Linked DNA regions of Sus scrofa: region 2 is linked to region 1. The links are chromatin contacts, called in public Hi-C maps. All regions are on one chromosome and are shown on one strand. The core of a region is the stretch at or near the end of the contact, and the rest is flanking DNA. Distances in the headings are between cores, read along the strand shown. Region 1 holds the start of LOC102159419. Region 2 has its middle 95 kb from the start of TSC22D1.

The links. Hi-C and Micro-C count contacts between places; a contact is called where the count stands out from the background.
Region 2: a contact with region 1 is called in a Hi-C map of liver, with 4 times the contacts expected there. The contact joins the enhancer-like site here to the promoter of LOC102159419 in region 1. A contact is called at or near these places in 3 of 47 Hi-C or Micro-C datasets (liver, psoas muscle and skeletal muscle) and 1 of 2 datasets of contacts at active chromatin or transcription factors (skeletal muscle).

The regions. Positions count from the first base shown.
Region 1 is chr11:22,321,573-22,328,883 of Sscrofa11.1, forward strand. LOC102159419 reads right to left here and starts at 3,274. Exons shown (of 3, transcript XM_021065393.1): 1 at 3,128-3,274; 2 at 1,966-3,026. The coding sequence starts at 3,274. The coding sequence ends at 2,313. TRNAE-UUC (a tRNA gene) reads left to right here and starts at 3,267; the gene lies at 3,267-3,338.
Region 2 is chr11:22,420,635-22,427,945 of Sscrofa11.1, forward strand. No RefSeq gene overlaps it. Among named protein-coding and RNA genes, the nearest start is that of TSC22D1, 95 kb to the right of the region's middle. Within about 2 kb of position 3,992, at least 8 of the 83 cell types and tissues checked have an H3K27ac peak or open chromatin away from gene starts, as enhancers often do. A contact at or near this core is called in liver and skeletal muscle, where this site is marked.

The DNA of each region.
Region 1 (7,311 bases), core at 2,024-4,523:
TAGTGTCAGATGTGGAAAGAAGAATGAGGAGGTACAGATAGAGGTGGAACAAAGGGATCGGGGCAGGAAAGCATGAAGGGCAAGTGGGACAGAGAAAGAAGGGTGACGGGAATGTGGTCCCTAAAGAGGGGACATGGGAGGATAATGTTAGCAGGGTATGAGAGGGCTGGATTATGGAAAGCCAGGAAGCTTGGCCAGGGAGTTTTGATTTTACTTAACAGGCAACTACAAGTTTTTCTGAAGGTTTTTGAGTAGAAATGTGTTTCAGGGATCATGGTCTTTTAGAGGTTGAAGGGAACCTAAAGTCATGTAGTTTGGTGTTTCTCAAACTTAGTGGCATCAGAATCAGTGGGGGTAGGGGTGGTGGCTCGTGTTTGATAAAATTCAGACTCCCAGGCCCTGTTCCTAGAAGTGCTCATTCAGAAGCTCTGGGTGGGGCTGGGAATCTGCAGTTTAACAAAGGCACTGGTGGTGCTGGTGTTAAGACCCTCACTGGAGGGAGTTCCCATCATGGCTCAGCAGTAACGAATCTGACTAGTATCTGTGAGGACCCCGGTTCAATCCCTGGTCTCGCTCAGCAGATTAAGGATCAGGCGTTGCTGTGAGCTGTGGTGTAGGTCACAGATGCAGCTTGGATCCAGCGTTGCTATGGATCCAGCTGCCTGCCTGCCTACACCACAGCCACAGCTCTGATTCCACCCCTAGCCTTGGGGAGCAGGGAACAGGGGGTGGACCCCACATTAGAGGCCACTGATGGCCTCCTGGGAGACCCTGTCCAAGGGGTCCAAGCAGGGAAGCCCCTGATGAACGCATAGAGAACCACTGAGAAAAAAGAGCCCTAAAACATGTTCAGGCCCAGAAAGCCAGAAACTGACTTCTGACAGTACCAGTCCAGTCCAGTCCAGTCAGAAGTTCCCATCCCCCTTTCTCTTGCCCTCCCTTACTCCAACCTTGGACGGCCTTGGAACTCTGAAGGGAGGAAGACCAAGATCAAAATGAGAAATGGATCACACCCCTCTATTGGGACAGCAGGGTAAATATTTAACCTGTGTTGCTAAATAGCATACTATTTTTTTTTTTTAGGGTCACACCCATGCCATATGGAAATACCCAGACTAGAGGTCAAATCAGAGCCACAGCTACCAGCCTAGGCCACAGCCACATCAATGCCAGATCTGAGCCAGAGTCTGCAACCTACACCACCGCTCACCGCAATGTGGGATCCTTAACCCACGGAGTGAGGCCAGGGATCAAACCTGCATCCTCTGAGTCACAATGAGAACTCCCAGAACACTTTTTTTTTTTTTTTTAACTGCAAAAAAGCCGTGCCTTGGAGTATCTGCCTATTTCTGGGGTGTAAATACTCTCCCAGCAAGGCCATCTCAGGCTACCAATGTGATGTCACCCAATATAGGGTTAGAAAGAGAAGCCTGCAGTTAGACAATGTGATCTGGTGGGAGCCCGATTCAGCTCACCGCTGTTCATAGCCTGAAGTGATACCCAAGATGGAGCAGTGGGGGAGAACCATCTGGAATGAAGATGGAATTGCTGAAAAGTGCATTGTCCTGGACTGTGCTTTATTATTTAAGGTGACCATAGGGTTTTCTGTTCCTGCTCAAATTCTCATCCATGCCAAGGAAAAAGAGGAACACATTTCGGTTTGGGAGACGAAAGAAAAGTTGCATTTTGGTTATATCCCAAGGATGGTGCCTGTCCAATGTATGGGTTACACCGGGAACTTTTGTCTTTAAAACTGGTAAGATACATTTTAAAAAGAATTACCAAGTGGAAATACAGAACTGAAAGGTATAGGTGAAATCTCGGCCCCCAGACCGAGAACCGCAGTCGTAGGATGTCCTCCAGAGAAAGGCAGCTGGCTCACTGATTAAAAAACAAACAAGTGAAACTGTTCAAAAATGCAAAGATAGTACAGGAAGTACCCGCCCAAACTCGAGTAAGACCTACCTCATACTATGAAGATTAAATGAGCAAACGAATGTGAACGTGTCTCATACACACAGTAGGTTTGCAGCCAGCAAGTTGTGGTCTTCCTCCAGAGCTTCGCGAAGTTTCAATGGTGTTGGCCTCTCCCTTAGGGGAGCTTGATTTGTGTGAATACATGTCGAAGTCGTTTCTATTTCAGGGCTTTTTCCACCCCTGCTCTCCTGTTGCCGAATGTCACACGGAGGCCTTAAGAGAACCTCAGTCAGGGGCAGATCGAGAACTTTCGAAGACCCTTGGGCAGGTGGGGCCAGAGGGGGGAGTAAAGGAGAACCAGAACCAGCTTTTAACCAGGCTCCAAAGGGTCCAGCTCAAGTGAAAACAACTTCTGTGTGGTTTAAGCCACCACGAGGACACCGGGACCAGAGCTCTCCCACGCGGGCTGGCCCAACAACTGGTTCTTTGCGCTTCCTAATCCCCGCAGCCGCCTCTAAGGCAGAAGCTGCGCCGGAGGGATGCTGCTTCCGGCCGCGGCCGGGCTGGGGAACCGCGGGGAACCTTCCATCAGTCATGCCTGCTGGCAGGGAGGGACATGCTCCAGTTCTTAAATCTACCTTCACAAACCACCTTCGTCTACTTTCAGGGACACAAAGCCCGCCTTTTGCCGTTGAGTCAACAGAACCTGGAAAGTTCCAGGCTTCCAGGCAGCCCTCGCTCCGGTTTCTTGAGGGCAAAGAGACACTCTCTGGGGACGGGATGGGGCCGGCATAGCGCGGCGAAGAGAGACAGACGCCCGGGCGCTGAGGACACCCAGGCTTTGAGGCCCAGTGGTCGGGGGCGCACAGCCGGCGCGTGGCCGGGCGCGCGGGTCTGCCCGAGGGCACAGAGGCGAGCCTGCTGCCCTCGGAGCCGCGGCCGGGAGGCTGGTCAGCGGCCGCCAGAGACCGGGCGCCCAGCCCACTGCGGTCTCTTTTCACGGCTCCACACGGCACTTGTTTCTTATTAATGAGTCTACATTCCAAACCCCCGTCCTTCGGTGCTCTGCCGGATTTCTTGTGAGGAATTGTGAATAATGACTCATCAGCCTACAGTCTACACCGGTGTATACGCGGTGTCTAGAATGAGGAGCCTGGAAGAGACCTGAAAAGACGCCAACGTGAGGAGAAAAAGAGATTCGACTCTTCACCTCAAGGCTCCACAGGATAACGCGGACCCGAGGCGTTCCCGCATGCGCAGAAGCGGGTCTGACACAGAGGGCTGGGCGGGGCAAGAGGCAATCAGGCGGAAGACTCAATCTGTCTAGATTGGCAGGCGTGTTCGTCGTCTCCCACATGGTCTAGCGGTTAGGATTCCTGGTTTTCACCCAGGCGGCCCGGGTTCGACTCCCGGTGTGGGAACGCCAGTACTTCCTTTTTGAAAAGTAACCAACAGCAACCCAACTCAAGTTCCTCTTAACTAGGGAAAGATTAGTCTTTTCGGTAAACGGTATAACCTCATTTTAGGGCAGCCAGGAGAGACTGAGGCTGAAGACTCAGGCTGTTCCCTGGATCCGGCATGGGCACACAGCCCACACAAACCCAGTCCGGTCCTGGAGCCGGAGAGGAGGAAGTTAACTTGGACTTGGACCGTGCCAGATTAGCTTTTGAAATGTTGCTTACATCTCAGGAGCCTTGAGCCAGCCATCCTGTGCTAAGATAAATGTTTCAGCTGATTTTTCTGCGTAATTTCTCTTTGTACTATGAATAGGAGCCAAACGACCAAAAAGTGCTCTTCTTTGAAAGAAAAAAGAAAAGACACATTGTAGGACATTGCAGGGCTTTTAAACTGCCGAAAGCCATCCGTTCCTTCGAGAACGACAGCAAGGTTTTTCTGAAAAGAAGTATTATTGAGGGCAAAGGAGGTCAGTGTACAATCTATTGGGTTTCACTAAACCAGTTATTGGGGGGGGCAGGGGGCAGGGAGGAAGAAAAGAAAATTAGGTTATTACAAATATTGAAGAGCGAGGCAATGGCAAAAAAACCACTTTCTTCTCACGCCCTAACATATTTATTTGACACATTCTGTTTTAAAAACGTCAAGAATTCATGATATGCTCAATAAGATCTCTAGAATTAGAAATCTTAGTACTGATGTGTGACCAGTTTCCAACTGTTTCCCAAATAAGTGCATCTTTTGCTGGCATAGTTTATCTCTCTTACCTCTCCAAACATTTGCCATTAGGGAAAACCTCCAGGCATTTAGAAGCCGCACTCTTTCCCATTGGTGTTGAACTGTTTGAAACTCCCCCAGTTTGTTCCCAGACTGCCATTAACACTGAGGAATGACTGTGAAAAAGACTTGGCATCCAAAGGACTTTGAAATTTCCTCTCTTTTTAAAGTCCTTCGGGATTTTAAGGGACAGAAAAATGTCATCCTTCATGAGAAAAATGCTAAGCTAAATAGATGCTTATTCAGAATTCCTAATACAGAGCTTGGAGCAGAAACTGATCATCAGCAGGTACTCTGCATTTATTGAATTGAGTGGGACAGGATTGATAGGAAAATTAAAAGCCTAATCACAATAATACTACTTATTGAGCACATGCTATGAACTAGGCTAAATGTTTTACATACCTTTTTAAATTCGATCTTTATTTTGTTATTAGATAATATTATTATGCCTCTATCAGCCAGGAGCCCAGTAGGAAACTGATGACATTCTTAGCAGAGTTTAATAACAGGACTATTTATGATTTAACCACAAAAAATTATGCAGTCCTCAGGGCTCCCGGGACTAAAATGAGGAAAGAGGAGTTCCCTGGTGGCCTACCTGTTAAAAATCTGATGTTGTCATTGCTCTGGCACTGGTTCTATCCCTGGCCCAGGAACTTCTGCACGTGGATGGGCAAGGCCAAAACAACAACAACAAAAATCCCCAAACTAAAATAAAATGAGCAAGGAGAGGAAGGGTAGTTGATGGACAAGGCTGCCACTTAGGAGCTATGTTTTTTGTTTGTTGTTTTAAAACTTTCTTTCATATGGCAAGTGAGTTCCATTCACGTGAAGGTTGTTAAATAAACTCATCCTATGTACTGTTCATTTCCATAAAATAGATTTGTGGCCTCACAAAATTTGACAAAAGTTTCTTTTGGATGCAAATGATACTTAAGAGCCCCAGAGCATGGTAGATACTTCTACAGACACGTACTTAATAAAAGGAAGAGCTTAACTTTGTGGGGAGGTGGTTGCTTGCATTATATTTGTCATTTTTACTGCCTCGTATTTTACAAAACGTTTTTCCATAATTTTTATTAATCATCTTTATAATCAGTCTAGAGTCATACACTGAACTGCAAATGCCCTTTGCAGCCATTTAATGGAACCCCTCATTTTACTCATGAAGCATTGGTTCTGGATTTTATGCCTCTGATTCCCTAGTATTGGCCTTTAGATTGTATCCCCTCCCTACCCTTTTTATTTTTATTTTATTTTTTTGTCTTTTTTTAGAGCCTATGGGGCGTATGGAAATTCCCAGGCTAGGGGTCGAAGCAGAGCTGCAGCTGCCTGCCTACACCATAGGTGCAGGAGCGATAGATCTGTTCCAAGAACACATCTGTAATCAACGCCACCCTGGATCCTTAATCTCCTGAGCAGGACCAGGAATTGAACCCACATCCTCATGGATACTAGTCTGGTTCTTCACCCACTGAGCCACAATGGGAACTCCCCCACATTGAATCTTTCATGGTATCCTGGCCTGATACCACTCCCTCTTAAACTACTGGGTGCAGAGAAGATGAATTTTAAAAATTCTATGGTATCTCGCTTTTGGTCAGTGGTTAAGGCATAGCTGCATTAACATAGTTGTAACAATTTTTGTTTGAAATTTTGAGTTATTAAAATTTTTTTATTCACCATATTATCATTTCTAGAAAGTGATGATTGTTATTTGGAGTATTTGAACTAGGCATATGTTCTCAATATGCTTCCATTTTTGCATACGGTCATGAACTCTGAGAGGGTCTGCATAGAGATTGTTTTAAGCGCGCCCATGTGGGTATATAGAGTCACATAGATTTGTATGTATGTTCCCTCAGAGATATGCTGCATACAAAAAAATTCCTAAATATGGAGTTCCCATTGTGGCTCAGTGGAAACGAATCTGACTAGTATCCATGAGGACGCATGTTCGATCCCTGGCCCCACTCAATGGGTTAAGGATCCAGCGTTGCCATGAGCTGTGGTGCAGGGTGCAGAAGTAGCCTGGATCTGACGTTGCTGTGGCTGTGGTGTAGGCCACCAGCTACAGCTCTGATTTGACCCCCAGCCTGGGAACCTCCATGTGCCTCTGGTGCAGCCCTAGAGAGACTAATAATAATAATAATAGGGAGTTTCTGCTGTGGCACAGTGGTTAACGAATCCGACTAGGAACCATGAGGTTTTGGGTTCGATCCCTGGCCTTGCTCAGTGGGTTAAGGCTCTGGAGTTGCTGTGAGCTGTGGTGTAGGTCGCAGATTCGGCTCGGATCCCTAGTTGCTATGGCTCTGGCGTAGGTGGGTGGCTCCAATTCGACCCCTAGCCTGGGAACCTCCATATGCCGTGGGAAGCAGCCCTAGAAAAGGCAAAAAGTGGCCAAAAAAAAATAATAATAATAATTTCCTAAATAATCAGAACATTAACACTTCATATTAATACAGGAGAGGGAAAGCAAATATGAACTTTAACTCCCCCACATTGTAAAGCTGAACAACTTGGAAAAACACTGACTATGTGGAAAATCACTGGAACAAATAATCAAAAAATCAATTTGCAAACACCTAGAAGACCACAGGGTACTGGGTAGTCACCCCACATAGCTTTGTGGGAAACAAGCCTATCCAATGAATCTAATTTCCTTTTGTCACAGAGTGACAGGCATGGTGGATGCGGGGGAACATTCAAGATAATCTATCCTGATTTAAGAAACCTTGGGATTTTGTACTTTGCTGAGTACTCATGAAGAAAATATAAGTGAGACTATTGCTGTCTGGCAAAACACATCCAAACCGAAGTTCAAGGCTCAGCTTCACCCGAATAGGCAACTTACTCTCATTCTACACAGAAATGACCTTGTTCTGCTTCCCAAGTCTCTTCTGCCTGGATTCCATTTTTTTTTTTTTTTAAGTATTATTCGGATGCTCTCTATGAAGTGCTTCATCTCTCAGACCCTCAGTTTCCTTGACTCTAATTAAAAGGAGGGTAATAATTGGCTCTACCTCATAAGGTTGTGAAGATTAGATAAGGAAATACGAATAAAGTACATTTTCCTTGCTCCTGTGCTGGAGTAGATGGTTTTGTTCCCTGGACTCTTTTTTTTTTTTTTTTTTTTTGTCTTTTGGCCATTTCTAGGGC
Region 2 (7,311 bases), core at 2,742-5,241, 100 kb after region 1:
TATGTTAACAATTTGTTTTTTTATCCTTGGGGCTAATAGTTTTCAAAATGACTATATTTACAAGCTTAAAAATGATAGATTTCTGGGTTACACCCTAAGAGATTCTGACTTGGTAGTTCTGAGGGGGCTAGAACTCTGTGGCACCCTTGGGTGATGCAAAGAAAAAGGCTTATGGATCACACTTTGTCATTTTTTGGGGGGGCGCACCATGACAGGAACTCCTGGACCACACTTTGAAAACCCGTATTTATGTGGCTTTTTGCTGTTTTTCCCAATTCCTACACACAGGTGACTAAACCTGGGTGATTGCTTTCTAAGTACATGTTATGATGATTTAAAAATGGATATAGATTAAAAAAAAAACTATTGCTTGAGCAGTCATTGTTTTTTGTTTGTTTGTTTTTTGGTTTTGTTTTTTTTATTTTAGTGCTGCAGGTGCAGCATTTGGAAATTCCCGGGCGAGGGGTCGCATTGGAACTGCAGCTGCTGGCCTAGGCCACAGCCACAGCCACAGCAATGCCAGATCCTTAGCCCACTGAGTGAGGCCAGGGATTGAACCCAACGTCCTCATGGATACCAGTCGGGTTCATTTCCACTGAGCCTGAGCAGGCATCTTTTCTAATCTGGACAGCATTAGCAAACTTTGCTTTGAAACTATGTTTGCTCTTTAATAACCACCTTGTCCCTTTGGCTCCTGTCCTGTATCCAGTCTCTCCTGTGGTCATGGTCCCCGTGTCCTCAGCCCTTCTCACTGTGGGCTCCGGGCAACAGGCCTCAAAGCCACAGGACTAGCACTGGCCTCGGGGTCCCCTTGGCCTCAGCCTGGCACCACCTGCCGGAGGTCACTTTTTCACAGCAGAAACCTCAGCCCATAAGGGTCAGCGCATGAGTGTTTTTGTGGCCACGGGAAAAGGGGATGGGAGTGGCTGGTTTGGATATTTTCCCGTCTTGAAGCACTCCAGCCAAACTGCCCTTATGACTTCAGTGTATTTCATTCTTTTAAGAAAATAACTCAGTTGCCCATAATCACTCCCTGTCTTATTTGGCCCCAAACCTGGATTTTCTTTCTATTTTGTTGAGCTTTCTGGCACATCCAAAATCAGATGGAGTTCTTTATGTAATTTTTTTTTTTTTTTTTTTTTTGGTCCTTTTAGGGCCGCACCCATGGCATATGGAGGTTCCCAGGCTAGGGATCTTATCGGAGCTGTAGCCACCAGCCTGCGCCAGAGCCACAGCAACGCAGGACCCAATCTGCACCTGCGACCTACACCACAGCTCACGGCAACGCTGGATCTCTAACCCACTGAGTGAGGCCAGGGATGGAACCTGCAACCTCATGGTTCCCAGTTGGATTCGTTTCCACCGTGCTACGATGGGAACTCCTGTAATTACTTTTTGTTGCCGCTCCACTGGAAGGTCACTGAACACATGCAGCTCACTGGTCATGAATTTTATCTACTCTTCCATCCCCACGTGAAAGTAAACACCCGCACACTTGCACCTCAAGTTACACAAGAGACACCCGGCTCACAAGGTTTGGAGGCTTGAGAGGCAAGACCGCAGTGAGCCGTCTGTGTTGGAGTCTCTCACGCTTTGCCACGGCCTCCACCATCCCGCTTCACCCTCACCATCCACAGGAGTGTTTTCCAAGGAGGCAGAGTCAGGGGGAGACATAGGGGAGCCCGGAGAAAACTTGTCTTTCCACGTGGGGACAGCTTCCCAAAGCTTCTCCCAGATGCATGGCCTGAGCAGGTGCGTGGAGGGCACGCTTCTCCTTCACCCAAAGGAGCCCTAAGCCTCCATATGCGGTTTCTGCCAACTTCTGAGGGTATGTCTGTCTGTCTGCCTTGGCTGCTGGATCTCTGGTGGGAGGAAGCTGTGAACATAATTTTTTTTTTTTTTACATTTTGTCAACTTTATTATTTTTTTCAGTTGTTCCTCTGCCCTCATCCTTTTTTTAAAAAAATAATTCATGGAGTTCCTGTCGTGGCATAGTGGTTAACGAATCCGACTAGGAACCATGAGGTTTCGGGTTCGATCCCTGACCTTGTTCAGTGGGTTAAGGATCTGGTGTTGCCGTGAGCTGTGGTGTAGGCCACAAATGCAGTTCAGATCCCAGTTGCTGTGGCTCTGGCATAGGTGCGTGGCTACAGCTCTGATTCAACCCCTAACCTGGGAACCTCCATATGCCTGGATGTGGCCCTAGAAAAGGCAAAAAGACCAAAAAAAAAAAAAATTCACTGAACTGTATTATATTTAAGGTTGTACAACCATCATCACAACCTAATTTTAGAACATTTCCATCCCAAACCCCCAGTCCATCCCCTCCCGACCCCTGACCTGTCCCCTTTGGTAACCATTAGTTTTTCAAAGTCTGTGTCTATTTCAGTTCTGCAAATAAGTTCATTTGCATCCTTTTTTTTTCTTTTTTTTAGGTTCCACATGTATCATACGATGTTTTTCTTTCACTGTCTATCTTCGCTTAGTATGATCATTTCTAGGTCCATCCATGTTGCTGCAAATGGCATTATTTCATTCCTTTTTATGGCTGAGTAGTATTCCACTGTATATATGTACCACATCTTTATCCATTCATCAGCTGATGGACATTTAGGTTGCTTCTATGTCTTGGCTACTGTAAATAGTGCTGCAGTGAATATCGGGGTACATATATCTTTTTAAGTCATGGTTTTCTCTGGATAGATGCCAGAAGTGGGATTGCTGGATCCTATGGCACTTTTATTTTTAGTGTTTTGAGAAACCTCCATCCTGTTTTCCTGCTGTGAAGGCTTATTGAGGGTCTCCTATGGACCAGGCACCGCAGACTTGCTTTGATCAATTACAAACACCTCTTTCTTTCAAGCAGATGGGGACATGGCTCTGGCTGTCTTGGTGGCTGGTCCTCTCTGGGACATTTCAGCCCCAGGGAGCCCCACATCCCCGGCTTGGCGGGGTTCCCCAATGGATCCCCAAAGATCACAACTCTTTCTGGCCCTGCCATTGCTGGGGCCGTATAAACCCTCCTTCAGCAGGATGCAAGAGGCTGTTACAGTCCCACAGTTCTCCTCGCTCTCAACCTTGGATTTAATATCAGAAGGTATTCTTTACCCCAAAGGGCAGGATTGGGGGCGGGGCATCTTTTCCCTGTATTTCCCTCCAAGGAGAGGTCACAGGCCCAAGTTCTTAGTTTAGCTGCGGTGGTGTGGCCAGCCGAAGTCTGCAAACCTTATTTACGCCAATGCAGTGTACTTCTGGACCCTTTTGAATCCCTTCTGTCTGTTTGGGGGCTTAAAGAACAGCCTCCTCCCCCTGCTCTGGTCCAAAGTCAAGGTCCCGCCAACAACCCCCAGATGTTCGGGTGCCTGGACACACCCTCCATGTGGTCTGCGCTCTAGGAATGACGAGCCCTCCATCTGCTTTCGTAACCTTTTCTTTTTTTTTTTTTTTTTTTTTTTTTTTTTTTTTTTGGTCTTTTTAGGGCCGCACCCGAGGCATATGGAGGTTCCCAGGCTAGGGGTGGAATTGGAGCTGCAGCTGCCAGCCTACACCACAGCCACAGCAATTCGGGATCTGAGCTGAGTCTGTGACCTACCCTGCAGCTCACGACAACGCCGGATCCTTAACCCACTGAGCGAGGAGGGGGATCGAAGCTGTGTCCTCATGGATACTAGTCAGATTCATTTCCACTGAGCCACGATGGGAACTCCTCATAAGCTTTTCAGCAATGGTTCAGGGGGGAGAAGGGAGGATCCAGGACTGACCTGGGCTGGCTTCAAACGGGGACAGCCTGGAATCTACCTCCTGACTCCCCCGGAGTTTGGTGGCCCGGAGTCTAACCTGGCAGGGTATTTAATCAAAGAGGTGGAAGAATGCGATGGTGAGGGTGTCTGGGAAGAGGAATATTCACACAGGCAAAGGGCTTGATGGGGAGGAAAGCCTGGGCCCTCTGGGTGGAAGCAGTGCCCCTGGAGGCAGCTGACGGAAGGGCTCTGGGGCAAAGACCAGCCCTCCAGAGAGAGGGAGTGTAGTGTGGCAGGGAGCGGGCAGAGGGTCAGGCCCTGAGCCAGGCAGCAGTGGTTTGGGGCAGGGTTCCAGGGCCGGCAAAGAACTGCAGTGCCAAATGGGAGCTGAGCAGGCGCCCAGTCATATGCCAGGCTTGGCCCATGGGGTGGGTTTAAACCCGGATACTCTGGCTGCAGGGCACCTGGGTGCCAAAGAGATTTCCTCAGGCACCTGGATCCCAGGCCCCACCAGTGGCCAAAGGTCCCAGATTATGAAACACTAGGCCTGCAGAGGATCAGCTCGGCTACCCAGCAGGACGAAGCGTGCAGAGGTCCCTGGGGACAGGGGTTACCTTTGCCCCCGTCCTTCCCACCAGCCCTTTCTCAGGAGAGGCAGCCATTTCCATAAACTGAAACAGATGAGGTCTGGCAAAGGCTCCCGACAGATTTACTTTATTTTTTAAAAATTTTTAATTTTTTTTGACCTTTTTAATGGCCTCCCTGGCGGCATATGCAAGTTTCCAGGCTAAGGATCAAATCAGAGCTGCAGCTGCTGGCCTACAGCACAGCCACAGTAAGGCCAGTTCCGAGTCACGTTTGTGACTCACACCACGGCTCGCTGCAATGCTGGATCCTTAACCCACTGAGCGAGGCCAGGGATCGAACCCGCAACCTCATGGATCCTAGTCACGTGAGCCACAAAGGGAACGCCCCAGAATTTCTTTTTTTTAATCTATGAAATGCACAGATACACAAAGAGACCTAGAGAAGAGTTCCCATCGTGGCTCATCGGAAACAAATCCGACTAGTATCCATGAGGACGCAAGTTCAACCCCTGGCCTCGCTCAGTGGGTTAAGGATCTGGCATCTCCATGAGCTGTCCTGTAGGTCAAAGACATGGCTCAGTTCTTGCTGTGGCTGTGGCATAGGCTGGCAGCTATGGCTCCAATTTGACCCCTAGCCTGGGAACTTCCATATGCCACAGGGGTGGCCCTAAAAAGACAAAAAAAAAAAAAAAAGATATATATATATATATATATATATATACACACATATATATATGTATGTATATATATATGGCCTTATACACATAGGAGATGAATTCTTAAAATGCCACATTTATTTATTTACATATTTTTGTCTTTTTAGGGCCGCACCCGCGGCCTATGGAGGTTCCTAGACTAGGGATTGAATCTGAGCTGTAGCCGCCAGCCTACGCCACACACACAGCAATGGCCAGATCCGAGCCACGTCTGCGACAGACAGCACAGCTCATGGCAATGCCAGATCCTTAACCCACTGAGCAAGGCCAGGGATCAAACGGTGTCCTCATGGATACCAGTCAGATTTGTTTCCACTGAGCCACTATGGGAGCTCCAATCGCCGCATTTAAATTCAGTTTTTGCAAATAATTCCTCCTTGAAATTTAGCAAGGCAACATCTCTTAATGTATCTATGTGTTCTCTTTAATTAAATAATGGAACAGATGCAGCCCAACTTCTTTTTTTTCCTCTTCTATGTTATCGTCAGGAAGCTCAAAGCTAATCTTCATGCTTAATTTCATTACTTCCTTAGCTTAAATCTCCTACTATAACTGTTTTCTTTTTCAACCCATTTTATTACTTGACTTCTGTGTATAGGCCCGTGATGTAATAATTTTATGGATATTTATCGAATGCAATTTTTGATGATTTTAAAAGTGAATAATGAGTAAGAAATAGATAAATAAGTTGAATTTTCTAGACTCTGAAAAGTATGTACCAATGAAAACACAACCATGCAAAATATATGGGATAAGAAAAATGTACCAGGGATTTTTGTCAACGGATGCATCACTGAGTTCTAGAAAGTGGGGTTCTGGTGTAATGAACAATTTCCTGTGATGGAAGCCACCTGGGTAGTTTGGAGGGCAGGCGTCCCAATCTGTGGTTGAGTGTGAAGTACGCATACAACCGCGTTGGAAGGATTAACCAGAAGTCCTTGGGTCAGGAGGAGTTCCTGTCTTGGCTCAGCAGTTAATGAACCGGACTAGTATCCATGAGGATGTGGGTTCGATCACTGGCCCTGTTCAGTGGGTTAAGGATCCAGCATTACCTCGAGTTATGGTGTAGGTCACAGACGCAGCTTGGATCCTGCGTTGCTATTGCTGTGGTGTAGGCTGGCAGCTGTAACTCTGATTCACCCTCTAGCCTGGGAACCTCCATATGCCGTGGGTGCAGCCTCAAAAAGACCAAAAAAAAAAGGAAGTCCTTGGGGCAGGAGCGAACTCCTGGGCTCGGATAGGGATGCCCTCCCCCAGCCACATTTGCAGACATACCTAGGAATGTTGGCCACATCCTCCTCGGGCCGTTCGGATAATACTTTTGCAGACCGGATCTGACCCACTTGGTCAACACGGCGCCTTGACTCAAAGATAACAGGGAAGAGAAAGGCCTGCAGTGTCAGGGTGTCCATTCCTCAGGGTGGGGCAGGAGTGGGAAGCAACCCGATCTGCCCCCTCCCCCTCTGGGGAGAGGCCTGCGGTGAAACCTCCTCTTCTACCCAGAAGGAGCCCTGGGCACTGGCGATCTCCGAAGTAACCAATTCACTGTCTCACTCTGGCATCTCCCCCTTACCTCTCTGCATCCTCACCGCCTTCTGGGGATAATTTGCTGAGGCAGGAATGTGTGTGCAGAAGGCTTCCACAAGGAGTTCGCGTCTGGCTCAGAGGAAACAAATCTGACTAGGAACCATGAGGATGCAGGTTCGATCCCTGGCCTTGCTCAGTGAGTTAAGGATCCAGTGTTGTCATGAGCTGTGGTGTAGGTTGCAGACTCAGTTCAGATCTGGCCTTGCTATGGCTGTGGCATAGGCCGGCGGCTATAGCTCCAATTCAACCCCTAGCCTGGGGACCTCCATAGGCTGGGTGTGGCCCTAAATAGACAAAAAAAAAAGAGAAATTTTCCCGCTTTCAAGAGGCCAGTGGCTAATGGGCCCCCTGCGTTGTTAGCTCTGGTGGAGGGTGCAGGCTGAAGCTATACTTGGCTCTGGGGTGGGGGTGGGCATCTGGGAGTTTCTGCTGACCTTCTGTGCTATGTATGGGGTGAGTGGGGTGGACAGTATTGCCCCCAGGACGCTGTGAAGATGAGCCACCCCCTCTAGCAGCTCTCCAGGTGGGGGCCCTTGGTGTGGCGTCCAGGTCGGTAAGACCCTCCCTGCCCTCGGGGCAGAGAAAGGATGGGCCAAGGTGTATCCTTCTGAATCAGCTCCTCCAGCCCTGAGTGTTTGTTCTCAGGACCTCATCTCATGGGTCAGAGAGGGGAGTCCTGGA